Linked DNA regions of Mus musculus: regions 1, 2 and 4 are each linked to region 3. Evidence: chromatin contacts called from public Hi-C and HiChIP or PLAC-seq data. All regions are on one chromosome and are shown on one strand. Each heading gives the region's core, a stretch centred on a gene start, on an enhancer-like site or on the middle of the called end of the contact. The rest is flanking DNA. Distances are from core to core; before and after follow the strand shown. Region 1 holds the start of Iffo2 (intermediate filament family orphan 2). Region 2 has its middle 35 kb from the start of Gm1667. Region 3 holds the start of Padi2 (peptidyl arginine deiminase, type II). Region 4 overlaps Pax7 (paired box 7).

Region 1 (7,810 bases), core at 1,463-3,962, 1.3 Mb before region 3:
AAACAAACAAAAGGATGCATTTTGATGTAGCTGTTGGGAGAGTGCTTGCCTAGCCTGCACAGGACATTGACTCATAAGCAATGCCTGAGATCCTATGCTTGTAATCTCAGCATTTGGGAGATGAGGCTGGAAGATCACAAGTTCAAGGCTAGCCTGGGCTACATGATACCCTGTCTTGAAAATGAACAAACAAAAAGTATATCTTTTTTTTTGCATTCAGACAAAATTCATGCAACGAAAACAGTTTAAAATGCAAGTCATCAAAGTATTCAAAAAGCAAGTTTGCAGCATCATGATACATACATTTCCTTATTAGCACATTAAATAATGGGGCTTGGGAGATGGTTCCGTGGGTAAAGCCCTTGATGCTGAGCCCTTGATGAGGTCCTGAGTTCAGATCCCCAGGACCCATATAAGACTGAATTCCGTGGCAAGCATCTGTAGTTCAAGTGTTCCTATAACAAGATAGGAGGAGACAGGAGAATTGCCAGAACCTCCAGGGCCAGCTTGCCTGGCATACAGAGTATCTAACAAGAGGTCCTGCCTCAAGTAAGGTGGAAGGTGAGGACTGAGGTTATGGCATGTGTGTGCTTGCACAGCACACACAGACACACACACACACACACAAGCAAGCACTTAGAAAAAAAGACTAAGGGCTGAGAGTACGGCTTAAGTAGTAGGGGACTTGCTTAGCAATTGAGATATCCTGAGTTCCATTCCAAACACTAACATCAAGCAAACAGATATAGCAGTAAGCCCTATATGACTTTCTGAATGTTGATAGCTTAGGTCTCAGGAGAGTTACAGCAACTCTCGTGATATGGGAATATCTAGGGGTGACAGAATCGCAAAGACTTCTTTCAGAATCAAAGGACATATTGATGAGCATTCAAAGACCAGCGACCATAAGGGTGGAAAGTGGGTCTACCCCAGTGTCTCAGCCCTCTCAGAATTCTATTCTCAGTCCAGGCAGGATCCCAAGAGCCACAACTTTAAGGCAAAGGGTTCTTGGTTCTTTAGGGTGGATAATGACAGCATCAAAGACTCCGTGATCTAAAAGTTAAGAGAGTGACCAGGTAGGCTTGGGTTCCGGGGAGAAAGATCACCAGAAGGGAATGCCGGAGCGCAGAGCTAAGTCCATTTGGCAGGGAGCGAGGGAAGGCAACAAGACCAAACCTGAAACACAGCAGTAACCTCACAACACAGCACCACCCCAGAGCACCACACTCTTTCTCGTCTGTCACAAAGAGCACCAAGGCTTTGTCCTGTGAGACAGGGTACCTGCCTGCAAGCTTACGCACAAGCAGACAAGACGGACACATAAGCTAGTAACAAGACAATGGCGGTGAGAGGGGAAAAAAAGATGTGGCCGGAAGAATCTAAAACATACCACATATCTGGTTAAGAGCTGACGGTGTAAGCCACAGGCATTCAAGGTGGGGTCCTTCCCTTAGGAAGTTTGTGGTGAGGACCAAAGGCCAGCAGCTCGGAAGGCTGGGTAGAGTGTGTTTTGAGGTGGTGGTAAAGCTCAGGTCTCAGCGACCTTCTCTGTAAAATGAGGATAATACTTAAATAGGTGCCTGCTGTGAGCTAATGCTTGCAGTGGGTACAGGAGACACTTGGAGATCGCAGGGAATACTGGTTTTTAGGGTGGTAGGTGTGAAGGATAGATGGCTGAAAGGACGGAAGATGGATGGGTCCAAATAAGTGTCCTCCAAATAGGTGGTACTCCATATTGCAGCAAGGCATTCGGGAGAATTGATGGATAGACAGACCCTCTGCTCTCAGGGCTCAGCTACAGCGCCGACTGTGACAATGTGGTGATAGGTGACAGGAGATGGTTAGTCAGGGTTGTGAGGACAAGCATGTTGGGAGGCTCATTGCTTTCTCTTCCCCAGCTTGTCTCACATCCCCGCTTCTGGGTTTGCCGTGGACTAGCAGGCTCAAAGGCTGCGAGAAGCCCTGATCCTGCCTGGTAGGGGACAGGAAGGCGACCAAGGCCTCCGGAGGCTGGAGTAGGGGAGCTGGTTTTCATGCATCTTCGCACACTATGGTTGCCAGACCTTTGCAGGCCACAGTCACCCGCATGCCTGAGAATCTGGGGCAGGGAAATTTGGGACACGGAGGAAGGGCAAGCAGGTAGTCAAGCCCGCCTGGCACACTTGGTAGTGGAGGTCTCCACAGGCTGTCCACCTTTTCAAGAGGCTGCGGTGCCCGGCTCTGCCGCGTTCCCGGGTACAGTTTCGCATTCAGACTGCGTTAGATTATCTGAACCCCGCTAGGCCTGCAGCGCCGCACGCAGGCGAGGGTTTTCTGGGCCGTTGCTGGGCGGAGCTTGAGCTGTAGTCGAAAGGCTCCTCGCAGACGAGTGGCGCAGCTTGTGGGTGGGCGGAGCCCAAGGGCCGATAGGCGTGGCCGGGGCTGGAGACCTAGGAGCCGAGTCTCAGCGGGTGAAATCGCTGCAATGGGTTGAGGGGCGTGGCCTATGTCCGCAGAGGGCGGTCCAGGCTAGGGAGGAAGGCCTTCGCCTATAGAGGGCGGGCCGGGAAGGGCAGAGAGCAGCTAGGCAGGGGGTGTGGTCTGTGTCTGCAGAGGGCGGGCCCTGGAGGCGTGGTCTGTGCCTGCAGAGGGCGGGGCTCGCCGCAGAGGGGGCAGCGCCGGCTGAGAGTCCTCTGCGAGCCGCTGCTGCGGCCGGTCCACAGCAGCTCTGACAGTCGCGGCGCAGGCACCGGACCCCTCACCAGCCCCACGCAGCCACCGCGACCTCCAGCTCGTCCCACCATCTCTCCCGACGCAGCGGAGCCGCATCTGGCACCTAACACCACCCCGGCCGCTCTGGAGCCCGCGCCCGCCCTGGCCCGGCCGCGCCGGGAGCCCGGCCCCGAGCTGGAGCCGCATCTGGAGCCACGGGCCCGGGGCCCTGAGCCACGCAGCCGGCGCATGGTTAACTCGCTGCTGTTCGGAGAGATGGCCTTGGCCTTCGGCTGCCCGCCGGGGGGCGGCGGCTGCGCAGGCGGCGGCGGGGGTGGCGGGGCCGGGCCGGGGCCCTCGCCCGTAACGGCGGCGCTGCGGGACGATCTGGGTTCCAACATCCACCTCCTCAAGGGGCTCAACGTGCGTTTCCGCTGCTTCTTGGCCAAGGTGCACGAGCTGGAGCGGCGCAACCGGCTCCTGGAGAAACAGCTGGAGCAGCAGCAGAGCGAGCGCGATCGGCGGCTGCGCTACAAGACCTTCTCCCGCGAGCAGGCCGTGCAGACCGGGCCCGAGCTGCTGCGGCCGTCGGCTGCGGGAAGCGGGCAGGCCCTCGGCGCGGCCACCGGCGTCAACGCCAACGCGGTGGCCCTGGGCGGCCTGCCCCCCGGCGGCGGCTCGCACCCGCAGCACTACGGTCGCCTGCCCGGGACCATCTGGAGCTACACGCAGGTGCGGCGCACGGGAGGCGGTGGCGTGGAGACTGTGCAGGGCCCCGGCGTGTCGTGGGTACACCCGGACGGCGTAGGCGTGCAGATCGACACCATCACGCCAGAGATCCGCGCTCTCTACAACGTGCTGGCCAAGGTGAAGCGCGAGCGTGACGAGTACAAACGGAGGTGAGTGGACGCGCCCCTCCTCCGCCGCTCTCAGAACCGGCAGCAGGGCCTGGCATATGGGCTGCGAACTGCGGGAGGACTAGGTCATCTAAATCCGCGAACGAGCGCAGGGAGCGCGGGATACCTGGGCGCCGACCCCTGGGGCCAGGCACATTGTTTCCCAGGGACGTAATAACCAGCGGATTTGTGGTGATCTCATTCTGTCCACATGACAGTGCGGTGTGAGGCAGCCTTGTCCCCATACTGCAGATGAGGAAACTGAGGTGAAGAGGTACCAAGTGTCTTGCTCAAGGCAGCTTGGCTAATCCGCGGTGAAAGTCAAGACTTGATCCTTTGATGGAAGTCATGGCTGGTGTGTCTCCTAGCCTAGGTATTCCCCGAGATGTTGGTGGTAGATTCCCTTTCCCATAGCAGGTGTAAAGAAAACAGTCTCAACTAGCTCATTGTCATTTTTTTTTTGTCCTTGAATTTAATGAGCTCACGTGTGAAGATGGATGGCTCTGTCCCTAGGGCCCCGGGGTCGCCTATCTTGTTCCAGGTCTTTAAGGCCAAGATCTCTGGCTTGCAGAATCAAAACCAGACACTGGCCTTTCAGAAATTCATCATCTTCTTCATACTCTCCCAAATCTCATGGTTTATTGGCTAGGTCCCATGAATTCAGCCTAAGGAATCACCCCCCCCCCCAGGGAAGAGATACTCACGGGTTAGAATAATGAGTGGACCCAGATCATGGGGTCCCGCTGGAGGTCAGGAGCCGACTGCCTGCAAGATGGCCAGTGTATTCCTTGCAGTTCAGATTTCCTGGCTGCAATACTGACATGCTTTCTGCCCGCAGCCTGCTTGACAGTAGTGTCTACTCAGCTTTCTGACTCGAGGAGGGGAAGGGTCTGTGCGTAGGTCTCAGGTCTGTGTGGGGGAGGGGCCCCTCTAGGCTCAGGCTCCAATCTCAGCTGAGTGTAATTCTGGTTTTGTTGTCTTTACTTATGAGGGAGTGGGGCCATTCCTTTCAATCCTAAACTCTCCCTGGAAGCTGTGCCTGGGCCTTCGCTCTTACCCTCTACTGAAGACCACTGCCCCGGGAAGAAGTCAGGTGCTAGCTCCCATCACCGGCAGGGGAGATTGTTAGCCACTTGGAAACCTTTTTGCTCCTCAGGGAAATCTGGACTGTAAGAAGCAGCAGCCAGTGCTCCAGGGAGAGTGGGATGAAGCCCGTGTTGGACGTCATCAAGTAGACGTTCTTACCTGTGAAAGCAGGGAGTAGCGATGCCTGGAGCCCCCAGCGCTCCTGCAGGGCCTGGATTGCTGGGGGAATGCTTTTATTTTATTTTTTTTCCCCTGGCTTTGGGAATGTCCCGTGCCATTCCTAGGGAGGCCACCCTCTGCCCTTGGTGGTCATCCCCGTCAGGGCGGACTAGGGAAAGAGACACTTGCTTTGGATGGTGAAACTCAAGGAGGAGGAGGGTTGGGCTGGCCCTCCTATCTGCCACCTTGACTGTGTAGTCATGACCCAGGCTTGCGCCGCGTTTGTTTAATTGTGTGTGTGCTTTTTGGCCCTGGCTACTAAGGTGATAGAAAGTCTGAGCCTGGGCTTTGAGAGGGATGGATTGTCATTGAGCAATGAGCCGTTCAGGTTGCACCCAGGGTGTGGGTTGTGATGTCAGCTTCTGGCACTGTCCTGGAATGAGCCGGCCCTGCTGAGACAGGTGGGGTGCGGGCATCTCTCTTTCCCGCCTTTCTGGGAGGTTCCTGGACACCTTCCTTCCTTCTCTGAAGTTTCTTCAAAGCTTTGGATTTTTCCAAAGCCAGCATTCTGCATTGCTCGGGCCTCGGTTTCCCCACCTGTAAAGCAAGGTGGTTTGGACAGCAGCTGTGTTCCTTGAAGCCCCAGGCTTTCTTGATGATACTTTAGAAAAAGCTCCTTGGGTAATTAATACAAAATACAACGAGGGCCTGCAAGATGGCTCAGCAGGTAAAGGTGCTTGCCGCCAAGCCTAAGGACCACAGTTCTATTCCCCGGACCCACACGGTAGACGGGGAGAGTCTGCTCCTACAACTCATTCTCTGACCTCCACACATTTGTTTGTGGCATGAATGCACACACAACACACATGCACACACATACATAAATGTAATAAAAAACCCAATACATCAATCAGAATGCTAGTCCAGTCGTGAAAGTGTTCTTGCTTTTATACATTGATGTCTGTCGATGTACCTGACCCCAGCAGCATGCTAACTTTGAAATAGTTGGCTTCTGGTTAAAGAGATGGATATTTTAAAGAGATTGAAAATTTAAGAATATGTAAAGACTGTGGGACTTTTAAAGTTATTTAGATCTTTCTAACTATTGCGTGCTGCCCGAGCAGGCTGCTTATTCAGTTGCCCGCCCACCCGAGTGTGACAAGACACTTGATTTTCTGCTCATGGCCTCATCAGTTGCATTCACTGAACCTAGAACAAGTTAATTTGTGTATTCGAGTCCATAATATAAATACATACAGAAGGGCATTCTGTTCTTACTGGCCGCTGTATGGAGTTCCCCCTACGAGTTTTGTTCCTGGAAGAAAACTTAAAAAAAAAAAAAAAAAAAGGTTAAAAGGAAAATCTCTGGGCTACGTGATGTGAGAGGGGCTACGGAGGAGGCTTGTCAGTAGGTGACACCCCATGTTAGAGCACTTACTTATCTAGCATGCAGACGGGATATTGGGTTGCAATAAGTAACTATATCTGAGCTGCTAGCCTACCTCCGGTTCTTTGACTACTAAGAGGTCACAGTTTAAGAGATGAGACCAAGGTGTTTAGCTGCCAGGTCCCTAGAGTACCAAAGGTATGGTGGCTTCCTGGAGTGTCTAGTGTGGAGCCTTGCGTTGAGCACTGGAGAGGTCCTGGCTGGAGAGGGAAGGGCTCCAGGGCTGTATCTATCCAGAGGACCCCAGAGGCTCCTGCTTGCTTCACTAAGTGGTAAGCTGGCTGTATAGCTAGGTCTAGAGGCTGCAGGTGTCTGTGGTTCCGTCTCATGACTTGTTCCTAGCCACGTTGCACCTGTAGTTTTCCGGTTTCGCTGAGGTAGAATCGGTCCATCTTAAAGCCACCGAGTTTTAAGTATAGCAGTGATTTTTAGAAAATGTAGAGCCATGTACCCATCTCCAGGGTCTGCTTTTAGAACACCCCCCACGCCCCCAAACTCCTTCCTGCCTGTTTGCAAACAGCTCCCCTCTGGAGCAGTCCCTGCCGGTGTCTCTGCCCATCTGATTTTTCTGAATGACTCAAAAGCTGGATCCCATGATCCGAGGTCTTCTGTCCCTGACTTCTTTTACACAGGCCGTGTTTTAGTGATGTGTTGTGTTTGTGTGTATTTGTAGAACATCCCTCCTGATTGCTAAGTCACACACACAGATGGGTATGGGTTTGTCTGTTTCTTCACCTTACATAGTCTTGGTTCCAAGTTTTAAGTGCACACACCACCCAGAGCAGAGCTTCTGGCCCCAGCGTGCCCCCGCCCTGACTCTGCTCACCGCTTCTTTGGTTTCTCTTTGGCCCAACCTGCTCTTTACCGCGTGGGAAGTGTGGTCACCGAGGCTGTATGGAGGGCAAAGTTGTGAAGCGTTGATCTGGAAACCAAAACAAACACTGCTGACTGTCACCACCCAGTCCACCAAGATCTCTTGTTCTGAGTTTGCAAGTCGGGGGGCTTTCCCCCGGGAGAATCCTGACAAAATATCTGAACTTTAAATACCTGCCTTTTCTGAATTAGTCTCCGAGGGACCTGGACTCCCTTGGGGGATCCCAGGGTGTGTGTCATGGCTGATCTTTTTGCCTTTTCAGATGGCTTTGTGTTTATTGTGCTTTCTATAGGTTCTGGGCATCTCCACTTTGGATGGCCAGAGTCTATACCATGACGTGTTCATTTATTGGAGAAGGAGGGTGGGTCACTTTATGGTCGTCAAGCAAAAGTTTTATGCAGGTCCCACTGGCTGTTGTGGGGAAGTTGTTGCCACCATTCCAGGAAGTGACAATTGCTGGCACAGGCAGCCCAGCTGCCTGCCGTGCAGGGTAACTTTCTAGTGTCCCGAGGTTCAAAGCCCCGAGCCCTGTAGGCCCTGTGATTACAGGCTGGCCGACTTTCTACCCTTGCTGCAGATAGACAGGCAGAGTTTATGTGCTCCTGGCTGGCTTAGTCCTTGGTATTTGGGGCAATGGAGGGCTGTCAGAACATCTGA
Region 2 (7,717 bases), core at 28-2,527, 1.0 Mb before region 3:
GATAGTGGAGATGATCCACTATCATCTCCACTATCTGAAGAAGTGATGAAGGAGGTGATGATGGAGATGGTAATAAAGATGGCAATGATAGTGAAGATGATGAATTAGCTCTTATTGCATGCTCTCTCTATCCCAAGACTTGGATCCCAGCTCTGTTGCGACCTAATAAATCACCTGTCTTCCACCCTCTCCACATCACTGTTTCTTACACTGTGCTTTGGGAGGGTTTTTTTGTTTGTTTGTTTTGAAATTGTTACTTCACTTGTAAAACTGAGTCCTGGCAGCACATGAGACCTGCACAGGACTAAGGAAGGAAGGAGGGGCACGGTGCGGACCCGCCTCCAAGACCCGCCTCCAAGACCCGCCTCCAAGACCCGCCTCCTAGACCCGCCTCCCAGCGCTGGCCACCCGTGGTTCAGCTCACATCAGCTCCTAGCCAGTCTGAGAAGCCAGTACAACGGCACACAGCATCCATCTCCCATGCAATCTCCATGGTTCCTCTCGCTGAGTGTGCCACCTTGTACAGATTCAAACACTCAGAGAAGCTAAGTGACCGGCCCATGGTCACACAGCCGCTGACGTTGGGTTTCTCGTTTCTCCTAATTAGCTAGCCCAAATTTCGTGGTCCAGACTGATCTCTATCGCAGTGGCCTCACATGCCTGGCTGACTGGGTTCTGCCCTGCGGCCTTTCTCTGCCAGGACTGGTCACATGGCAGTGGCTGGAGCTGGTACATCCCAGAGGCCTGGCACCCTCTCAGCCCCAGCTCAGGCTGAGCTCAAAGGGTATCTGATGGAGCATCCTACCTGTGGCAACTGGAACCGGGTAACAGGGCAGCCGAGGTGCGACTGTCTGAGAAGGCCAAGGCACTGGCAGACGATCTAAGACTGGAGGATGCCCACAGCCTTGGGACCTGTGCAAAGCTGCAGCTCTGTGTTCTGTGGGTCAGGATGAGAGCAGGCAGGTAGATTTGAGGGAAGAGAAAGTGACTTGCCCCTTGAGGAGAAGCTCAGAGATTACAGGCCCTTTATAATTAGCCTCGTTGGGCCCAGCTAGAGCCCGAGTATCTAAGCTCAAGGCTCTTCCATACTTACCACTCTGCACTGCCCAGTCTCTAAGGGTTTCCCTGTGGCCTCTCTCCAGTCTGTGCTGGAGAAAGTGGCCTTTTCTACATGTTAATCCTCTTGAGCTCAGACTCACTCTCCTTCCAGGTTCTGCTAGGGACCTGCAAATGGAACCTGATGCCAGCAGCCACCAGAGGGCAGCAGAGTCAAGGCTCTGCTGTGGCTGGGCTGTGGAGCCTCTCTTCTGGGGTCTCATGATCACCATGGTGGCCCAGCAGACTGCAGTAAGGGTCTGGCTGTGACCTTGGCCAGTCCCGAGGCTCCGTGTTCCTGATTGTATCAGGGAGTTGCTTGGCATCTGAAGCGAGTGGGGAACCCACAGAGGGGAGGGAAGGCTGGCTGGCGTCTCTACACTCGCAGGCCTAGACTCTGTCTCCTTGTATATACTGATGTGGGACCCCAGGCTCTGGGCTGAAGAGGGCTCGGCATCTCTCTGGGACCTACCAGTTGGACAAGGGAGGTTTGTGCTCCTGACTGAAACCTCCATTTCCTGACATATTCTTCCCAGTGAGCCAGTGGATGAAAACTCAGAGCCTACCGGGAATGGGGAGTGCACCCAGGCCTGCATCCCTCCCTAAAATTGCAAAAGAAGTGTGTGTGTGTGTGTGTGTGTGTGTGTGCGCAAACGTGTGTATGTGTGTATATGTGTATGCTTATATGTGTACATATATGTATGTATATGCATATATATGTACGTACATATACACAAGTAATATATGTATATATGTAATAGATACATAATTTTATATATATGTATGTATGTGCATACATATGCGCACATATACTATATATATGTATATGTATATGTGTATATGTGTATGTGTGTATGTGTGTATGTGTGTAGGTGTGTATATGTGTATATGTGTATATATATATATATATGTATATATGAAACAGAAATAAGATATGTGGATGATTTGACCTGGCTGAGCAGGTATGGGGACTTTGGAGTCCAGCTGTGGTCCCAGGGCAAGTCCTTAAGCCCACTGTTCCCTGAGGCTGTCTGCTCTTCTATCTGGTGATATTTGTCCCTTGGTCCTATGGTCATTGATATGTCTGATGTACCTGAGGATCCAGCCGGGCAGCTTGTAGACATCTTGACAGAAGTGACCATCCCTTATGGCAGGTGTCAAGTGTCATGACCGGTCTGGTTGACTCCTTTTCTTCAGACCGACCCCCACAAAGGAGAGGAAACTTGTCTCTAATTACAGGTGGGCAGGCTGAGACCGCTGAGCTTTAGACGGATGGCTGACAGCCATGATGTTCTCGGTGGCAGAGGCGGGATCTGAACCCAGGTTCAGGGGACTAAATGCTTTCCTACTCTACAGTAAATAGAGGTTGAATGAATTAATGAATTAATGAATGAGTGACTAAATGACTAATGAAGGGTCCTTAACCTGGTATCTTTGTTTCGTTTTGTTTTTACCGTTGCTGAGATAAAATACTCGGACAAGCTGAATGCGGTGGTGCTCACCTTTAATCCCAATACCTGGGAGGCAGAGGAAGGTGAGTCTCTGTGAGTTCGAGGCCAGCCTGGTCTATAAAGCGAGTTCTAGGTCAGCTAGGGCTACCTAGTGAGACCTCAGACAAAAACAACTTAAAGGAGAAAGGGTTTTACTTCTTTCAGCTCCCTGCTCAAGGTGCAGTCCATCAGAGTCAGGAGGCCGAGGCAGCTGGTCACCCTGGTCCTCAGTCAGAGGAAGAGAGAAGAACTAGAGCTCAACTCACTCTCCTTCCCTCATAGAGCCCGGGATTCCCTGCCTAAGGAATGGTACCGCCCACAGTGGTTGGGTTTTCCCACCTCAGTGAACATAATCAAGATAACCTCTCACAAACATGCCCAGAGGCCCTTTACCCAGGGGATGCTTTTATTTTTTATCTATTTAGTTTTATATCCCTATCCCAGTCACACCCTCCTACAATCTTTTCCCCAACCCTCCCCTTCTCCTCTGATCAAGTGGGGGCTCCCTGAGTATCCCCCCACCCTGACATATCAGGTCTCTGAGGGGCTAGGCGCATCCTCTCCCATTGAGGCCAGACAAGGCAGCCCAGCTATAAGAACATATCCCATGTACAGGCAAAGGCTTTTGGGACATCCCCCACTCCAGTTGTTTGCAATCCACGAAGACCAAGCTGTACATCTGCTGCATATGTGTGGGGAGACCCAGATCCAGTCTGTGTGTGTTCTTCGGTTGGTAGTTCAGTCTCTGAGAGCCCTAAGGGTCCAGGTTAGTTGATTCTGTTGGTCTTCCTGTGGAGTTCCTGTCCCTTTAGGGATCCAAAATCCTTCCTTCTATTCTTCTGTAAGAGCCCCATCCACTGTTTGGTTGTGGGTGTCTGCATCTGTCTGAGTCAGGTGCTGGGGGAGCCCCTCAGAGGATGGTTATGCTAGACTCCTGTCTGCAAGCATAGCAGAATATCATTAATGGTGCAAGAGATTGGAGCTTGCCCATGGGATGGGTCTCAAGGTGGGCTTGTTATTGGTTGGCCACTCCCTCAGTCTCTGATCCATCCCCCTTGCCTGCATTTCTTGTAGACAGGATAAATTTTGGGTCAAAAGGTGTGTAGGTGGGTTGGTGTCCCTATGGCTCCACTGGGGTTCCTGCCTGGCTACAGGAGGTAGCCTCTTCAGGTTCCATATCCCCAGTACTGTGAATCACAGCGAAGGTCACTCCCATTGATTCTTGGGCGCCTCCCTTATCCCAGGTCTGTGTCACATACGCATAAGTGGATGTTAGCCATGAAATACAGGACACCCATGCTACACTGTACAGACCAATGAAGCTAACCAAGAAGGAAGGCCCAAGCGAGGATGCTTGAATCTCATTTAGAAGGGGGAATAAAATAGTCATAGGAGGCAGATGGAGGGAGGAAACTGGGTGGGAGAGGGGATCCGGAGGGGAATAGGGGATGGGGTTCAGTATCAGGTGTGGGGAGGGACAGGAGAGATGCCCAGATGGCTATGAGAATGAATGGAAATCTGATAGGGATGAGGAGGTGGGGGTGGGGGCGGGCATCCCCAGGATGTGATACCCAGGAGATTTTAACTTGTGTCAAGCTGACAGTTAGTAGCAACCATCACACCTGGAGAAGGCTGTGTGGGGCACAGTGAAGGTGGAGATGCTCCGTTCATGTGGAGCCCAGGGGGACAACCGCAGCTTTGTCAACTGCTACAAACCAGTCTCTCAGGGACACCAGGCTCAGGGGCCAAGGCAGACATCCACCTGCATCAATCCTGAATCCTGACTTGAGGTGTATCTCCAAGCCCCGGAAGTATCTGCTGAGCACCACATGGCTAAGCAATGCCTTTGTAGGACACTGAGACTGGCTTTTTGTGGCAACTCTGGACTCGGGAACTCTTAAAAAAAACAAACAAAACAAACAGTTCAACTTCATGATTGATTGCTCGATTGATTAGTTGACTTATTCATTAATTTACTGAGTGTTTATTGAGTGCTCGATGGGAGCTGGGAGCAGTGCACAAGAGAGACAAGTCCCTGCCCTGCGGGTCACATGTCAGAGACGCAGTCAGAGAGGAAGTCAGAGGGTCAGCAGATTGCCATGACAGGACAGAGAGGCAAACAGAGGGCGAGGCAAGGAGACGATGTGGCAGAGGTGGGGAGGAGCTGTCTCGGAGGTACACTGTGACCGAGGCCTTCAGCTATGACATGTCCGAGCAAATGACCGGGCCAAGAGAACAAAAGATACAAAGAGCCAGAGACAGAAAGGGTTGATGGTGAGAGACAGGGGCCTGCCTTGTGTGAGAAAATGCCAGGAGTCTGACATGACAGCGGCTTGGGCTGCCGTGGGCCTGAAGAAGCAGGTTCATTTATTCATTTCATTTTATTATTTTTCTACACAGAAGGGAAGGACAGGAGGTAGGGCAACATAGACCTGGCCTCTCCCTGTGACGAGTTGCTTCAAGGAAGGGGATGTCAAGATGAGTCTCCTGAAGGAAGAGGGCCTCCCCCGGGACAGAGGGAAGGGTGGAGAAGTCTTGGAACATAGGGGAGTAGAGAGGGCACCCCTAAGAACAGGTGGGCCGTCAGGATGGAGAGGTCAAGAAGGGAAGGGCAGATGCCTGTAGCATGCAGAGGAGTAGACTCCTGCAGCACTGGAGGCAGAACCTGGCCTGCATCTCTGCTGGCTCTGCAGCCTCAGGCAAGTTCCTCCACCTTGGAGAGACTGTAACAGATGTCCCTGTTTGGGCCATCCTGACAGTGTGGTTGTAACTGGCCAGTCCCAGGCCCCTCAGCCCACTGGGGCCTCAGCTTAGCTCTGTCCCATGTTGGACCTTAAATGCGTGACTTGGCAATAAGGGAGGCGAGGCTCCAGCTCAGGAGTCAATGAAGCCACCAGAAGACCTAGCCTTGCCTCCCACTGGGGGGCCCAGCTCTGGAGAGAGTGCTCCCAGAGGCAAGCAGGACACATTCCTATTTAGGTTGTGTTCGCATAGAGCAAGGCCTCTAGCAGGCAAGACTCCCAGAGGTGACTTGTGGGGAGACCAACCCCCCCCCACTCCTTCCTGCCCCATCCAGAAGCTCCCAGAGCCTCTTGCCTGAGTGGTCTTGACTGACTGAGCCCGCCTCTATTCAGCAAATACGGAATGAGTTAGCGTAACAAGGCAGGTGCAGATCTGTGACTGGGATCTAGTGACAAGGTCAGATGGCTCCAGTGACTTTACCTGTTGGAGGGACAGACAAAACCAAGCTACCTGCCTCTGGGTCACTAGACGGACCCTTGACAGTGTGGGAAGGAGGTAGGGCACAGTGAGTCTGGGTGTACCAGCCACCGTGCCTCTGTCTCCAGCAGGTGGCAGCAGGTGACTGGGTCCTGGTTGCCAACTCACTAGCAGCCTGGGTTCAGCCAGTGTCCTCAGGAGTGGCCTCGGTTCCTGTTGTTAAGGTCTTCAGCCCTCTGTTCTGTCGGATGGCAGGTCTGAGCTCCCCATGAGGTAGGAAGGAAGCTCACACAGATAATCCAGAGATCAGGGACCAGAGTCAGGGAGGCAGCAGCAATGAACCCAGCCCAGAGCATCCCTCCATATCCCCTAGAGGAAGCCAGCACCCAGGGAGGTGACAGAGGCAACAGGCTCCTTGTTTTGTTTGTTTGTTTTGTTTTGTTTTGTTTTGTTTTGTTTTGTTTTTGTGTTTTTGTTGTTTTTTTTGTTTTTGTTTTTGTTTTTTGTTTTTTGAGACAGGGTTTCTCTGTATAGCCCTGGCTGTCCTGGAACTCACTCTGTAAACGAGGCTGGCCTCAAACTCAGAAATCCTCCTGCCTCTGCCTCCCGAGTGCTGGGATTAAAGGCAGGCTCCTTGGTTTAAATTCAATGTCCAGTCTCCGGAAACCTGCGTCAGATCTGGGCTTTGCCACTTGCAGGCTGGGGGCCTCAAGTGACAGACCCACACCCTCTGAGCCAGCACCCAGGCCCTCCCAAAGCAATGGCAAGGACCTGAACCCTCTGTGCATACAGTACCCATAGTATGGGATAAAGCTGCCATCAGGGACCTCCTAGTCTAACTAGAGGCTCATAGCCCTACTCAGGAGCCTCACAAGCCCTTCCATTTCAGGCTATGCCTTACAAGACAACGGTGACTTTTTTTTTTTTTTTGAGACAATACCTTGTGGAGTCTATTCTGACCTCACATACTCTGACTTCACACACTCTGGAGTTTCCCACAGTCTGTCTATAAAAGGTGCCATGCCCCAAGTGTGTGAACAAGTGCAAATACATGTGTGTGTGCATGCCTCAAGTGTGCATGCTGGTGCATACATAAAGTGTGTATGCATGCCTCACGTGTGTGTGTGCAGGTGCACATACAAGTGTGTGTGCATCCACGAAAAGGCTACAGGGCAATCCTGGCTATTTTTCCTGGGCTGCGTCTGCCTTGTTCTGTTTGTCTGGGGCTTTTGATTTCTGTATATGTGTGAATGTCAGCATGTCTGTGCATGCATGTGCCCTCAGAGGACAGAAGAGGGCATCAGATCCCATCTGAAACTGGAGATACAGGCAGTTGGGAGCCATCGTTTGGGCACTGAGTACTGAAGGTCTTCTGCAAGAGCAAAACATGGTCTTAGCACTAAGCTCTCTTTCCAGCCCCTACCTTGCTTTTTTGAGACAGGGTCTCTCACTGGCCTGAGGCTCACCCATTAGGCTGCACTGGCCAGCCAGTGAGCCCTAGGGATCCTACTGTCTCTACGTGCCCAGAACTGGAACTGCAGGCATGTACTACCAAATTCTTTCTTTCTTTCTTTCTTTCTTTCTTTCTTTCTTTCTTTCTTTCTTTCTTTCTTTCTTTCTTTCTTTCTTTCTTTCTTTCTTTCTTTCTTTCTTTCTTTCTTCCTTCCTTCCTTCCTTCCTTCCTTCCTTCCTTCCTTCCTTCCTTCCTTCCTTCCTTCCTTCCTTCCTTCCTTTCTTTCTTTCTTTCTTTCTTTCTTTCTTTCTTTCTTTCTTTCTTTCTCTCTCTCTCTCTCTCCCTTCCTTCCTTCCTTCCTTCCTTCCTTCCTTCCTTCCTTCCTTCCTTCCTTTCTTTCTCTCTCTCTTTCTCTCTCCCCTTTCTCTCTCTCTCTCCCCTTTCTCTCTCTCTCCCCTTT
Region 3 (6,948 bases), core at 565-3,064:
TGTATCCTGAGTCTTGGACCATACTCTGCCAGCATTTTCTGAATATTGTCTCATTTAATATCAGTTTGTACCTTCCATTATGCTGAGAGATTACCTATAAGCTCTCTCGAGGCAGGCAAGCCACCCTTACCCTGTGTCCCCACCCAGGTTCCTGCACTGCTACTGTCAGGAGCTATGCACCCCTAGGTTAGTTCTGACAGCGTTCCTGGAAAGATAAAATAATTTAATTCTAATGCTTTGGGAAGTATCATTTGGGGGCAGTGTGGGGCACAGAAACCACGTAACTAATGAGTGCACCACACACCGCCGTCGTTTCTGCCCAGCTGGGTAACCACAGCCTTTGCCTGATCGCACAACCCTGGCTCTGCTGGGACTCACTTGCTTGACAGGAGACATGGAAGGAGTGAGTGACATACAGGACCGTTCTGCCCGTGTTGGAGGTGGGAACTCTTGCTTGCCTGCAGAGGGGTCCTCAGACCCGAGCCCACCTTAGCAGGGCAGGGGTTCCCAGTCTGGTGCCTCTTGGATTCTTTCCCACAAGCTGCCTCCTGATTGGAGAACGCTCTCCCAGGGACCAATCAGAAGTTAGCAGCTTCTCCCAGGATCTGAACCCCAAGCCTTTCAGGAGACAGTGACCCCTCTGGCTGAGATTCTGGCTCTCTGCTTCTCCACCCACATTCCTCCTAGATCCCTGATACCCAGGAACAGCTGGGGTCTTTACCATCTCCTAATTTGGGCATCTGGAGGAGAAGGATGGAGTCGAGGGCCGCTGGGCGTGCCTGGGCATACCTATGAGCAATGCGTTTAATTCAGTGTGCCCTTTGCTGGGGCTCCCTTCAGTCCCCCTCCCTCTCCAACATTCACCCCTCCACCCGCCCTTCAGTCTCCATTCCCTTAACGAAAAAGCCACTTCCTCAAATTGCATAGCCCCAGGGTTGAGTTCAGAAAGAAAGGGCCTGAGGGTGGGGTTCAGAGTGCTTCAGACCCCACCCTGCCACTAGATGTCACGGTGCACCTTGGCCTTCAGGACCATACATTGACCTCTACCTTGGCACGTCTTTTGGTGTCGCAGGCTGGAGCCCTAATCCTCTGCCCCGTCAGCCCATTGTCCTTCAACCAGGCACATCCTCCCAGCCACCGGGAGCCACCCAAATCTCCATCCATAAACACCACACAGATCAGTCCTCTCCTCGCCAGTCCTCTCACGCCCCATCCGGGGTCTTCACTACTGGCTCCAGCTCAGTATGCTCAACGCTGTCTGGGGCAGCCAGAATGCACTCCCAGATAGCCCCATTCCAGGCTCATGCTGTCGCTCTCATGCCTGGGCTTAGCATTCTGGTCCCTGCCAGGGCCACAGTTCCCCCCACTCCACCCCACTCCCTATTTCTCATGGCAATGTGGATCTAATATGGGGGGTGTCCAGCTTCCAGAAGGTGTTCAGGAGGCTCCTCTCCACCCCCTGGTGTTGCCAAGATCTTTAAGAAGCCTCAGGGTTTCCTCTGAGAAGCATTCTCCGGCCCCAGACTGGCTTTGGTTGCCACCTATTCACTCCTGCCCTGTCCCTTCGGCTACTCCTGCTCGCACTTTCTGCCCCTCGGAGCTGGAGGTGAGGGGGAGCGTCCAGAAAGGGGAATTTACTGAATAAAAGAATGAACAAGCCAAACACGGAAAACAGGAATTGACAACTTGCGGGCAGAGGGGCTTGGAGGGCGGGGCCAGGCTTGACGGACGGGTTTGCAGATCCAATCCAAGAGGAGTCCGGCGGGAAGCCCCGCCCACGCCCCGCCCCCGGCTGCTGCTTAAGGCCGCCGGCTGCTCGGCAGCGAGCGCAGGCGCAGCAGCGGAGGGCTTACCTGCAGCAGGTGCTTATTCCTGGGAGCAGCACGGAATGCAGCCGCCTATACGGGAAAATATGCTGCGGGAACGGACCGTGCGGCTGCAGTATGGGAGCCGCGTGGAGGCGGTGTACGTGCTGGGCACGCAGCTCTGGACCGATGTCTACAGGTGAGCCGAGAGAGAGTTACCCTCTCACCTACCCTTCACAAATCTTGAGACCCTGGACCTGGCTCCAGTATCCAGGTTGCCCCTCAATTCGAGATCCTCAGAAATCCAGAGAGAGTCCAGGCCAGGATCCACTTCCATGCAATCCTGAGGCCCCTCTAAGACACACAGTTACAGCCCCTGTCACAGCCTCCTCTCTGAGACTACTCCCTAAATCTAGCCTTCTCATGACTGGTCTTTCCAGCCCCTCTCCTGGGTGACTTTAACACACATGGGCTCTCTGTAACACGCCCCTTTCACTCCCCCATTCCTTCTTGGCTGACCTTTCACCCCAGCCCAGCCTCCTCCACCAGTGGACTGCCTACCCCTGCAAGCAGAAACAGCCTGGGATGTGCTGGGGACTGACTTGTCCAAAGGGGAACTGCCCACGTGGAATCTGGCCTGGTACTTATCCGATTTCACCCTCCGGGGGGTTGCTGGTGGTTGCCTGTCCCGGGGCACTGGCTGTGAGCTGTGTCCCCAAATACCTTTCCTGACTTCACCCTGAGATCAGAGAGGGGTCACTTTCCACCCGCTATGGCCCTGGGAGCCAGGGCCCGTTTCTTCCCCATTTTCTCTGCCCACACGCTCGCTCGATGGGGGTCAGGGTACCTGAGACAGAAGGCTGAAGGAATCTCGCAGAGTGTGTCCCACAAACCCAGAGAAACTGATAGGGTATAGTGTGGGACCTAGGAAAGGTGCTATGGGGAAGGAGTAGTCTGAGCAGCCTGAGAGGCCACACTGAAGCCACCATCTGCTCCGAGCACTCTCAGTGTTCTGCCTTGCGAGGGAGGAAGGGCTTCATGCTGGAGGGAGGGGCATGCCAGATTCTGTGCCTGTACATCCTCTATGGGCCGTGTTCCCAGACCATTCTGACACTAAAGCGCCTGACTCTCCCGAGCCTCCCAAAGCCCACCTAAGCACCCCCTCATGCTCTTCTGCCCGCTCTCCAGCTCCTTCCCACTGCTCGGCCACTTCACAGGAGGCCCCGGTTCCCGCTGGTCTCAGCAAGCCTAAGACGGGGCCCCTCTCTGCTCCTTTAGCCCTTAAGCCTCAGCCCCAGCCTCCACTTCACCTGGGCCTGGACTTCAGTGGGCCTTCATATAGACCCCAAAGCAGGATTATAACACAGGGGTGGGGTGTGGTCTAGGCGCCAGTGGCCTGGGAGGGTGCCCATCTCTCCCCACTCCCTGCTCTGAACTGGGCATTGCCAAGGGGTAAGCCAGGATCCTGGGCCCTAAGCCACAGTTGTCACCATGCCTGTCAGCTTGCCTGCCGGGGCACTGTGGGGACTCTCTGAAAGACTGGCATGCTGCCTCTGCTGGGGGCTAAGGAAGAAAGGGGGTCTGTGCCTAAGTCCTTGTCCTTGCTCCACCTAAGCAGAGAGAGGCCCAGCACAGTGGAGGGCAAGGGGACAGGTGTCCACTAGCCTCAGCCAGGACTCAGTTCACAGAGAGTTCCCCAACACCAAGAGTCAGCACAACCTAGACCATAACCTGCCCAGAGGAAGCTGTACGCAGGCCACCGTTGTCATTGCAAATGTTGTAATAGTCTACCTTTAAAAAAATAAGTTAACCAGACGTGGTGGTACACACCTGCAATCCCTACACACCAGAAGCTGTGGTCCGAGGACCACAAGCCGAAGGCTCATTCATACTACATAGTGAGTTCCAGCTCAGCTGGGGCCGCACAGCATGACCCTGTCTCAGTATACCCCCAACACATGCATGTGTACCTCAAAAAGGAGAAAAAACAGCCCGTAATCCCAGCACTGGGATGGGAGGCAGAGGCAGGAGGATCGCTGTATTATTCAAGACTAGTCTGGTCTACATAGTGAGTTCCAGGACAGCCAAGGCTACACAGAGAGACCTTGTCTCCCACCCCACCTCTAAGAAACACTCATAAAAGTTATTTCTTGTAATTAGTACTGGAAGCTGGGTGTGTGGTGCATGCCTTGAACCCAGCACCTGAGAGGCAGAGGATGTCCACGGATGGAGCCCTGTGAGCTTGAGGCCACGGCAACCTCCCGGCCAGACAGGGCTACCTAATAAGACCCTGCCTGTCTCAGAACAACCAAAAGAAAAGAAAAGGTGGACCTGGAGAAGTGACTTAGAGGGTAAATGTGTCGCTGTTAGCGTGAGGATCTCAGCTTGACCCTCAGGTTCCCATGTAAAAAGCTAGGTGTGGCTGTGTGCTCCTGTGCTCTGTGGGGAGCAGAGACAGAAGGTCGCTGGGGGCTTATCAGCTCGGTTCCAGGGTCAGTGAGAGCCCCTGGCAGAGAGTATCAGCATAGGACACCCAGCATCTTCCCCTGGCATCCATGTCTACTTATCACACCCACCTGCAACACATGCACACACATAAAGCACACACACACACACACACACGTTAGAGAGATGGAATTACTTTAATGCTCATGCAATAGTTTGTTAAGCCCAATGTATCCAAAGTGCCGTCGTTGGAATACGTGATCATGGAAGATAGTTCATGAGAAAGCTGCTGATCTTCGCCTGTGACGCTTTGTGATCCTTAAAGTTCATCTGGAGTGATAGTGAGCTGCTGGTTGCTCTGCAAGGGTCCCACAGTCACCTATGTTGATGGCCACTGTCCCGGATAGCACATGTCTGGACCAGAGACCCAGTATCTCTCTAGGTAATTCTTTGCTGAAGGGACTGTTCTGTAGAGTATAACGTAATGAGTGGTATTCCTGCCTCAGCTTACCCACTGTGAGTCGCAGCCTCACTCCTACACGATATGACAACCAAAAATGCCTCCAGACAATATCAGATGTCCCAGGGAAAGAAAGTCGTGTGTCAAGGGACCTCCTTCATCAGGACATGTCCAGTATCTGTAGGGACAAGCCTCTTCTCAGGTGGAAAGGACCAGAAGGGGTCTTAACACTAGGAAAAGATGCACTGCCCCTCTTGGTCCTGAATGAGACCTGGAAGATGCTTTTTGAGCATCCTGGTCTGCAAACCAAGAAAAAGAGGCTCAGAAAGAGGAATACATTTGCCCGGTGACAACCAGGACACAGGTGTGAGTCATGTACCTCAGAGCTCATGCTTCCCCCTAGCCACCCTCCACCCTGGATGGGAGTCCCCTGCCCCTTGAAACATTGACACCTCATCCTGCCCCACTTCTCACCGAGTCCTCCCTAGCTGAGACACAGGTTCTGGCTCAGGACTCCAAGAGATGCTGTCACCCCAGGGCCTCTGAGTAGATGCCACAGAGCAAGACCTGTGTGTAGCGCATCCAATTATGTAGGAAGGAGGGTGGGGACCCCTCATTCTTTCATCACGTCACAAAGGGGAATAAGCAAGCCCCACTCCACAAGGCTGAGGGTGAAGGGAAGGTGAGCCTCTTTCTTCCAGATCTTTAGGTCTTGGTAGGAATTGCCTGTCAGCCGGACACCAGTCCCCACCATTATCTCCTGTGGAGTGAGAGGTCTCTGAGGAACTTAGAAGTTGTTGGCACAGTAGAAAGAGACAATTTATTATTTATTTTGCTCTGTTTTTGGCTTTTAAAGATCTTATTATTATTGGGCTGGAGAGATGGCTCAGTGAGTGAGACCGGAGTCCAAATGTCTGCACCCACAGAAACACCGGTGCAGAGAAAGGAGGCTTGCAGGGGCTAACTGCCTAGCAGCCTAGCTCCAAGTCAGTGAGAGACTCCAATTCAACGAAATGAGGCAGGACTCATGCCTTTGATTCCAGCACTTGGATGGCAGAGGCAGGTGGATCTCTGTGAGCTCCAGGTTAGCCTGATTTACATAGTGAATTCCGAGACAGCCAGGGCTGCACAGTGAATTGTCTTAAAAAAAAGAGAGAGAGAAGGAGAGAGGGAGAAAGAGAGAGAATAAGGTGGAGATTGATAGAAAAGAGAAAAGTACACTCTATGTCATCTGGCCTCTGTGAGTCTGCACAGATAAACCCACATGTGTACACACACACACACACACACACACACACACACACACATACACACACACACACGAGAAAGAGAGAGCACTTGCCATTATTTACTTAATGTAGCTCCCTAACATTTATTGAACACCAGGCAACCTTCCGAATATTTACATGTCATTTAATATGTATGTGTAATTTGCATATGCCCCGCCCCCATACCGTCACGGGGGAGGGGGTTTGGGGGGGAAGGAGCTGTTATCCCTTTCATCCTTAAGGGACATAAAGTCAGACCACACGACTGAGGAGTGGTGGAGGAGCAGAGCCCAGGCTGCTCTCCCAACCTGTCTTCCTGAGGCTCCCAGTTTGATTGGGGGGCGTGGCTCCTCCCTGCTCTGCCCCTTACAGAGCCATGGGGCGAGCATGTGAGCACAGCGGTTGATGGTTGCTGAGTTCCTAGCATGATGGTTGCTGAGTGCCTAGCATGAGACTGAGCTTGCCATTTTCAACCTCAATAGGCAGGCCCTGTTGGATGGGTCCACGGGAGGTCAAGGGTATGCGGCAGAGCTTGGCAGAGCACCGACACTTGCTGCCGAGAGAGTGACGCCAGGCCAGGTCCCGTGGCCCCATAAATTAGAACAACACCCAGAGCCCTGGGCCTGGGACAGGAGGCGCTGCCAGGAGCTACTTAGGATTCAGGTTTCAGGCTGGTGCCCAGGAGTGGGAGGGCTGAGAAAGGACCTGGCACCCCACGTGCTAGGCTCACAGTCGCTTCACTTAGTGGGGCCCCTGAGGCTCTTCCTCGCTGAGCAGAGGTCCCCAAGTTAGGAAGACAATGTAGCCCCAGGAGCACACGTCCCCAAACACCAAGGTTTAGAAGTGACTGGCTCCTCTCCTGCCCACACATAGCCATGCTGGACCCTGAGCCCAAGAGTCCAGGACAGGAAGCCACTGTTGATCGTCCCCATTGGACCCCAGACTCTTATCTACAAATAAGCGGGATATC
Region 4 (7,093 bases), core at 807-3,306, 1.2 Mb before region 3:
GTAGACAGCATGGATACATTGTTTCTCTCTGCTTTTCAGTGTGGGTTTGATGTGACCAATTCAAGTTCCTGCCTTGACTTCCTGTTATCATGAACTGTAACACATGTCATTGTAAGTAAAATGAACCCATTCCTTCCCTAAGTTACTTTTGGTCAGGGTATTTGGCACAGTAACAGAAATAAAATGAGAACACCCTCCATCCTTCTTCCACCCATAGTTCCCTTATAAATCTCTTTCCCACCCTCTCAGCAAATATTTCCTCAGTGTTTATTATTTGTCTGCTCTTTTTCTGGCTCTAAAGGGAAGTACACGTACACATCCCAGATTTCAGTAGAGAATTAAGCTTCCCTCCCTCAGTCCATTTGCATATCCTGGCCAGTGAACCCGGCTGAGTGAGTCCAGGTTAACACTGAGGATGAAGGCTCTCTACCTTTTCTGGACCCTGAGTGCAGGTATGCATGAGGCACAACAGGGTCCTTGCACAAGAGCCAAAGTGGCTTTTGCAAGTGAGCCAAGAGGGCCTTTGAGAGAAAACATGAGAGCTGAAACCCACAGCCTGCCAGCTCCAGAGAAGTCCTGTGAGCATTGGTGGGGATGCGTGTGAAAATGAGTGGTGTGTATGTGTGTGTGTGTGTATGTGTGTGTGTGTGTGTGTGTGTGTCTGTGTGTAGGGGAAAGGAGTGTCTTCACAAGGCAATGCTGAGCATAGCATGAATATTCATACATAACAATACCTACCCATGCCCATTTGAGACACACACACATACAGACACACACACCTGTGTGAGCCCCTTGCTCCTTGTAAACAGATACCTATGCACACACAGGTCCTGCAAGCATAAGAGCTCACCTGAGGAAGACACAGATGTCTGTCATGTGCAACTACAATGGCTGGCCTGCGAAGCATGTGGATCTGTCCTAATTGAAGCTCTAGCAGACATCTTTCCTGACTAAGGCACTGGACAGGCAAAGGTCCAGGGCCTCCCAGGGCCTTTAGGTCTTGTGACTATAACCAGTGTGCCCCCACAGAACCCCCATGCATAGAGAGGTGAAAGCTGGGCACGGAGAGTCACAAGGCTCCCTCTGTTACCCGCCTTTCAGGGCTCCCTGTAGACTATCTCTGTGCTTCCCCAAGCGTGGCATCTTCTGCTTAAAGCAGGGCAGGGGGAGGTAGAGCCAGGAGGCAGGGGACACAGCTTGATGGTGAGACCAGGGAGTCCAAAGGGACAATCTCAATAGTTGCCTCCCAACCTTGAGTGTGACCTGGGCCATAGCATTTCAGCCTCAGTTTCCTTGTCTATATCATGGGATGGAGCATATGAACCAAAGAACTGCAGGCAAAGAATCCACACACATAGTGTGAAGGTAGAGTGTGGTGCTTGTGAGCGCAGGCCTAGAAGAAATGTGACCTTTAGCGGTGGCATGGAGAAAAGGGTGGCCATTCCTGGGTACATTCCCAGTCATATGGTTTTGAGCAAACTGGTCTTCCTTTATGTTAGTTTATCTACTTGAAAGCTGGGGTACAGACACTGTTTTAAAACACGCTGTCATAGAAGGCTCAGGACAAGCCTCCCCACTCCTAAAGGCTATGAAAATGTCCTGGGGTGTCTTTGAATCGTGTGTGTGCCTCTCCAGCCAGGCTCATAGTGGGTGAGTGGAGGGGAAGATCTATGCTGAGTTCCTGGGCTGGTGACGTCACTCACTCAGCCTCAGGCTCCAAGGTAGCAGAGCAGAGGCAGCTATGGCCACCCTTGCCTGGCTGTGAATGGGGAGTGGGGAGTTGCCAACTCTTGCTGAAGGAAAACTTTAAAGCTCTGGTCACACTGTCATTTCTCCTTGGGTGTCAGGGTCCATGGATCAGTAAGCCACCCTCTTAGAGGGCTGAAGGGATAGAAACAGAAACCCCAGAGATTTAGCCCTGTGCTATCCTGCTCCCAATGCTGTACTCAGGGTACTTTTAGGTATTTTTCCAGTCATATAAGCCAGATAGTGGGACTGTCCCCTGTCCCTGTTTGGTGAAATGTAGAACTAAGGTCTCTAGAGACTCTGACTATAATCAGCTGGTTCCTCTTACACTTTCAGACTCAGGCAGGCTGGTGACAGCTCCATAGCCTTGGGCCTCACCAGCAGCCCCTGGGAATTATCTTGTGGTATCAGCATCTTGGCAATGGCCCCTGGTGTGCATACAGCCCTCACGACTGAGGCCCTCCGCCCACCCCACATGCCCACGGTGACCTTTTCCACTCCAGGCAAGGTTTACCAAGAGCACACATCACCTCAGGTGAACTTTCTTTAGTCTCAGGGAGCTGTGGCTTACTTTGCCTCAGCCTGTCCCATGCTGGGCCCTGACACGACCACTACAGTTATTCCGTGGATGGGGTGTCTGAGAGGTCCATCACTGAGCCATGCTAACAGCAAAGGCAGAGCCCACACTTGGTTGGCACTTACTGTATACTAGGGGAAGGTGGGTTCTGTGCCTTGGGCAGGACAGTTCCCACTTGAGAAAAATAAAACCCGAGGCACAGCACAGTTGCCAGCCCAGAGTTACCCATGGGCACCCATGGTCACGGCTCCATCGACAAAGCTGTGCAAACAGGAAAAGCGGATCCCTAGAGCCCATGCAGGAAAGCCAGACATGGTGGTGTCTGGACCCCAGCCCAGGGGAGACAGAGGCATCTGGATCCCTGGGGCTCAATAGACAACATGCCTGCTGGTCTGTTTAGTAAGTTCCAGGCCAGTGAGAGATGCTGGGGATAGTGTCTACAGGTGAGACCTGAGCCTGACCTCTGACCTCCACATGCACAACTGCACACACATTAATGCATACATACATGCATGAACACATACACACATAAATAAAGGAAAACAAAATAAAGAATCGTTTCTCTGGCACCTCTATCCACTCTGCCCCAGTACACAGTAGGAACTTTCCCTCCTTGAGGTAGGCAAGGAAGCACTCAGAAGCCAAACTTTCCTGCTGACCCCCTGCAACTTCCAGAGCACCCAACGGGCCAACTGTAGGGCGTGCTTGCCTCTTCCTAGGGTAGAGCCAAAAGGCTGGACAAGAAGACAGGAAGGTGACATTCCTCATTAGGGACTCTGTCAACAACCCTGGATGTCCTTCTGTCCCTCCGTGTCTCCCTTCTCCTGCCTCACACCCCGCCTGGGCTCTGAACGTCTCCAATTACATTAATCAAGAGTTGGCAGGAGCTGGGCCAGCAATGCCAACCAGTAAACAGATCCCAGCCATCAGGAGCTCGTCAGAGCGCAGCCCCAGAGGAGGACCCTTCCAGACACAAATTCTTATTAGAGTTGTCAGATCTATTAAAATTCTTTTCACACTCCTGCGTTCTATCAGCCCCATCATTAGTATGGCCCTGGCCTCTGGGAACACCGGGGCCATATTAATCTACCATGTGCCCCATCCCTGCCCCCCTGCCCCCACCCACTCCAGGGACGGTTAGAGATGGGCAGATGGATGGACTTGGCCAGAGCCAGAAGATGTGGAGGTGTCTCTGGGAAGGAGAGAGGCCCTAGGAGCCAGGGGCAGGCGGGGTCTGCTGCACAGGAGTTAGGTCACGTGCATGTTTCAAACACACCTGAAATTGGCTCCTAATGACCAGGATGCAGGTGTGGCCACCAACAAAGCCAACCAACCCCTCTCTAGTAACTTCTCTAAGTCTCATTTCTATACTAAGACAGTGAGAATGACCATGCACACAGCCCTGTGTGGCAGCAGAGATGGGGCGCCAGCTAGCAATCATTTCTCTCCCCTCCCTGCATACGCATTTAGCAAGTTACACCTTGACTCTGCGCACATGGACAGCAGCACTCCCACACACGAGTGTGCACACGGGAGAGTGTGTACCCGATCAGTGCCAAGTGTCTTTCCCAGGCTGGCTCACCTGTGCTCCGAGGTAAGGAAGCTGAATCACAACTGCCTGGCTGTGGGACATTGGGAACACTGCTCTACCTCTTTGAGCCTAACAAACTGAGGACCAGGAGGTGGGGAAGCTCTGTGGCTGAGAAGCACGTATTTCACACAGAGCTGCATGGGCTAAACTCAAGCATGGGACAGGAGGCAGCAAGTGACAGGTGGATCAAGACCAACACAGGGGAGTCCAGAATGTGTGACTTTCAAAGCTTATTAGAGAACCTGGCCTCCTGTGTGCTTAGGGGTGTTGGCTGCTGGTTAACAGAAATGTGACATGTCCTTGGACTGCCCCAGAAGGTCAACAGAAAAAAAGGCAGTGTGGCTGGAAATGGCTGAGAGGATGTGCCTCGTCCCCAGACCCATTCTGCAGGTGGGAAAGCTGAGGCTGGGTGTGTGTGACAGCTGGGTGACACATGGTGGCCGAGGTGCCTCAGTAAGTGGCTGGAGACCATGGCCCTTGAGGAGCCCTGAGCTCTCCCTGCAGTAACGGAGGAGGAGGAGAAAGGAGGGGAGGAGGGAGGAAGGAGAGGGAGGGCAACTGCTTCTCCTTTCTGGCCTCCTGGGCCCCTTCTCTTTTGATCCCCCTCCTCCACCACCCCCATGCTGACTTTGGGGTTAATTTTATTTCCGAATTGGGCAGGCGCCCTGGAGCAGGGCAGGGGCTCCAGGCTCCGGGTGTGACTAACGCCTGCCCGGGGCCGGCCACATTGCCGCTGCTGCTCTCAAATGTTTTATCAAGAGCATGTGTGTCCTGTGTTGGACTGGGAACATGCGCTAGGTCAGGGGGTCAACCAGGGACGGCGTGGAAAGGCTTCCATGGACACTGGTGTGTCCTGCATGCAGATGATCGTGTAGTGCTGGGCTTCCCAAGCACACATTCACAGGCATGGTCCTGCACTCCCATAGGCACACACACAATTGCATACACAAGCATGCCCAGGCACTGCATATGAACACACCCAGGTATGCATATCATGTTCATGCGAGCATCTAAGTCATACCTAATCATAGATACCTTTAAGCACAAGTACATGCCAAAATATACATGTGCACACAACCACACTTATCTGCATATTGGTCGTACACTTTCAACACACACAAACACACACACACACACACATATGCCAGTGCACACACACACATATAGACACATCAGCCCATAAGAACCCACCTAAGAAAATTTAAACATGTGTGTATATTGCCACCATATACTCTCACATGTATGTGTGCCTGTGTGCTCCTACAAAGCCATATACACATATGCAATGTGTACACAGAACAGCCATTTGTATGTCCATGTGTACAGTTACATGTAAACGTATACACATTCAACACACGTTCACACACACACACACACACACACACAGACAACTCACTTATCTGGGAAGATGTGGGCACTTTGCAGCCACATCACTTGCACACAGTGTGCCTGCAGACGCTTTGGACTGTAACAATCCCGTGATGCATTCACACATACAAGCTTGCACATACGCACATGGGAGGTATAGGCCCACACAGCTGGCCCTCATTTAACCGTGGAGGCCAAGGCCATGAGGTTGGAGCGGGCTGGGGGCCTAAGGAAGCAAAGGTCAGTGTGGCAGGAGCAGGCAACAGCTGGAGAGGGTGCCCTTAGGCTGGAGGCCCCACTCTCTCCACACACCCTCCTGATTAGTTTGACACCAGCAGGTGAGGCCTTTGCTGAAAGGTGGCGCGAGGGCAGCCTTGTGACCTTTGGCTCCCCCATCCTGTCTGAGCCTGCCCTGCTGCTGGCCCCGTCAGGCGACGGCCAGAAGTTGCGGCCAAGCCAGGCTCGCCCAGCTGTTGATCTGAGAGTCTGCTGTTGCTCTATCAAGCCAAGACACCAAGGGGACAGTGGCTGGACTGGGTATGTGAGACCCTGGAGACTTGAGAGGCCTGTCACACAGAGAGCAGTCTGTACACAGCCATCCTCTTGCATTCGTGCCACATGCCGCTAGCTGTCCTACACTTGACCTGCGCCTAGCACCATGGGGAGCAGACTCAAGGATGTTTACTTAGTTTTATGTCATTCAAATGTAAAATCTGGTCTTTAATTTAGTTGGTTCTTGTTGAAACCCTATGAGCCTGTTTAGAAAGGCTTGGGTGTGCAGCATTGTGTCCCCACTAGCACCCTCCTGAAGCTTAAGTGTTGATGAAGGATAGCAAGTTCAAGCCCCATTTGGGCTACAGAATGAGTTCAGGCCAGTGTGGAGATCTTTGTGAACCTTGTCGCAAATATAAAGTAAGTAGAGGGTTGGGGATGTAGCTCAGTGGTGGCACTCATGCCTAGTTTGGGCAAGGTCCTGGGTTTAATTCCCAGTACCACCAAAGGACAGCAACAAAAGCCACTAAGTCGGAATGAAAGAATACGGACCATCTCCTGGGTATCGCCTGCGGATTGTGGGAACAGTGATCTGGGTATACTGGGTGAAATAGAACATGCTAATAAAAAAATCCTGCCCTTTCTCCTTATAAAGTGTGGCCTCTAAAGATTGTAGGAGCATTTGTGGGGAACTGGTGTGTGTGTGTGTGTGTGTGTGTGTGTGTGTGTGTGTGCACTCACACTCATATGTATGGTGTCCTTACTAAGAGGTGGGTCACTGCATCTGATGACCAGTTCAGAACATCTTAGGTCACCTCTGCTTCCATTATGGACCTCAGTTTTCCGGCCTGTGAAAGGGGCATCTGGGCCTATGAGATGGCTCAAAGGGGAAAAAACATAACCCTGAGTTTGATTCCCAGAACCCAAATAAAAGTAAAGAGAAAACTGCTCAAAAGTTGTCCTCTGACCTCCACTCAAGTGTCCCCACTCACATACACCACACACACACACATACAGAGACACACAGACACATACACACACACACACAAACACAGAGACACAGACACACATACATGCACGCTAATTTAATTTTAATAGAGGACTCGAGAGATGGCTCAGTGGTTAAGAGCACTGGCTGCTCTTGTCAAGGACCTGGGCTTAGTCCCCAGCACCCATAAAATGGCTCACAACCACCTGTAATTCTGTTCCAGGGGTTCTGATGCCCTCTTCTGACCCCTGCAGGTACTGCATACACATAGTACACAAACTCTCATACACATAAAATGATGAAATAAATTTTAAATTCTTCTAAAGAAAAA

The links. HiChIP or PLAC-seq counts read pairs in DNA pulled down with a chosen protein or histone mark. Hi-C and Micro-C count contacts between places; a contact is called where the count stands out from the background.
Region 1: a contact with region 3 is called in a FOXA1 HiChIP or PLAC-seq map of pancreatic cancer cells. The contact joins the promoter of Iffo2 here to the promoter of Padi2 in region 3. A contact is called at or near these places in 1 of 39 promoter capture datasets (hippocampal neurons) and 3 of 115 datasets of contacts at active chromatin or transcription factors (astrocytes, large pre-B cells and pancreatic cancer cells).
Region 2: a contact with region 3 is called in a Hi-C map of the N1E-115 cell line, with 6 times the contacts expected there. The contact joins the enhancer-like site here to the promoter of Padi2 in region 3. A contact is called at or near these places in 3 of 39 promoter capture datasets (the C10 cell line, hippocampal neurons and liver), 2 of 15 datasets of contacts at CTCF or cohesin (embryonic stem cells and large pre-B cells), 6 of 484 Hi-C or Micro-C datasets (the N1E-115 cell line, adipose-derived mesenchymal stem cells, cerebellum and 2 more) and 3 of 115 datasets of contacts at active chromatin or transcription factors (astrocytes, embryonic forebrain and large pre-B cells).
Region 4: an SMC1A HiChIP or PLAC-seq map of large pre-B cells shows a contact between it and region 3, with 7 times the contacts expected there. The contact joins the enhancer-like site here to the promoter of Padi2 in region 3. A contact is called at or near these places in 5 of 39 promoter capture datasets (the 3T3-L1 cell line, the C10 cell line, hippocampal neurons and 1 more), 1 of 15 datasets of contacts at CTCF or cohesin (large pre-B cells) and 1 of 115 datasets of contacts at active chromatin or transcription factors (large pre-B cells).

Annotation. Positions count from the first base shown.
Region 1 is chr4:139,572,008-139,579,817 of GRCm38.p6, forward strand. It overlaps Iffo2 (intermediate filament family orphan 2), which reads left to right and starts at 2,713. Exons shown (of 9, transcript NM_001205173.1): 1 at 2,713-3,590. The coding sequence starts at 2,941.
Region 2 is chr4:139,871,529-139,879,245 of GRCm38.p6, forward strand. No RefSeq gene overlaps it. Among named protein-coding and RNA genes, the nearest start is that of Gm1667, 35 kb to the right of the region's middle. Within about 2 kb of position 1,278, at least 11 of the 459 cell types and tissues checked have an H3K27ac peak or open chromatin away from gene starts, as enhancers often do. A contact at or near this core is called in the N1E-115 cell line, where this site is marked.
Region 3 is chr4:140,904,546-140,911,493 of GRCm38.p6, forward strand. It overlaps Padi2 (peptidyl arginine deiminase, type II), which reads left to right and starts at 1,815. Exons shown (of 16, transcript NM_008812.2): 1 at 1,815-2,004. The coding sequence starts at 1,889. It overlaps Gm46719 (a long non-coding RNA gene), which reads right to left and starts at 5,309. Exons shown (of 2, transcript XR_001784481.2): 1 at 5,185-5,309; 2 at 4,429-4,717.
Region 4 is chr4:139,741,760-139,748,852 of GRCm38.p6, forward strand. All of the region lies in intron 8 of Pax7 (paired box 7), which reads right to left. Among named protein-coding and RNA genes, the nearest start is that of Gm42334, 10 kb to the left of the region's middle. Within about 2 kb of position 2,057, at least 24 of the 459 cell types and tissues checked have an H3K27ac peak or open chromatin away from gene starts, as enhancers often do.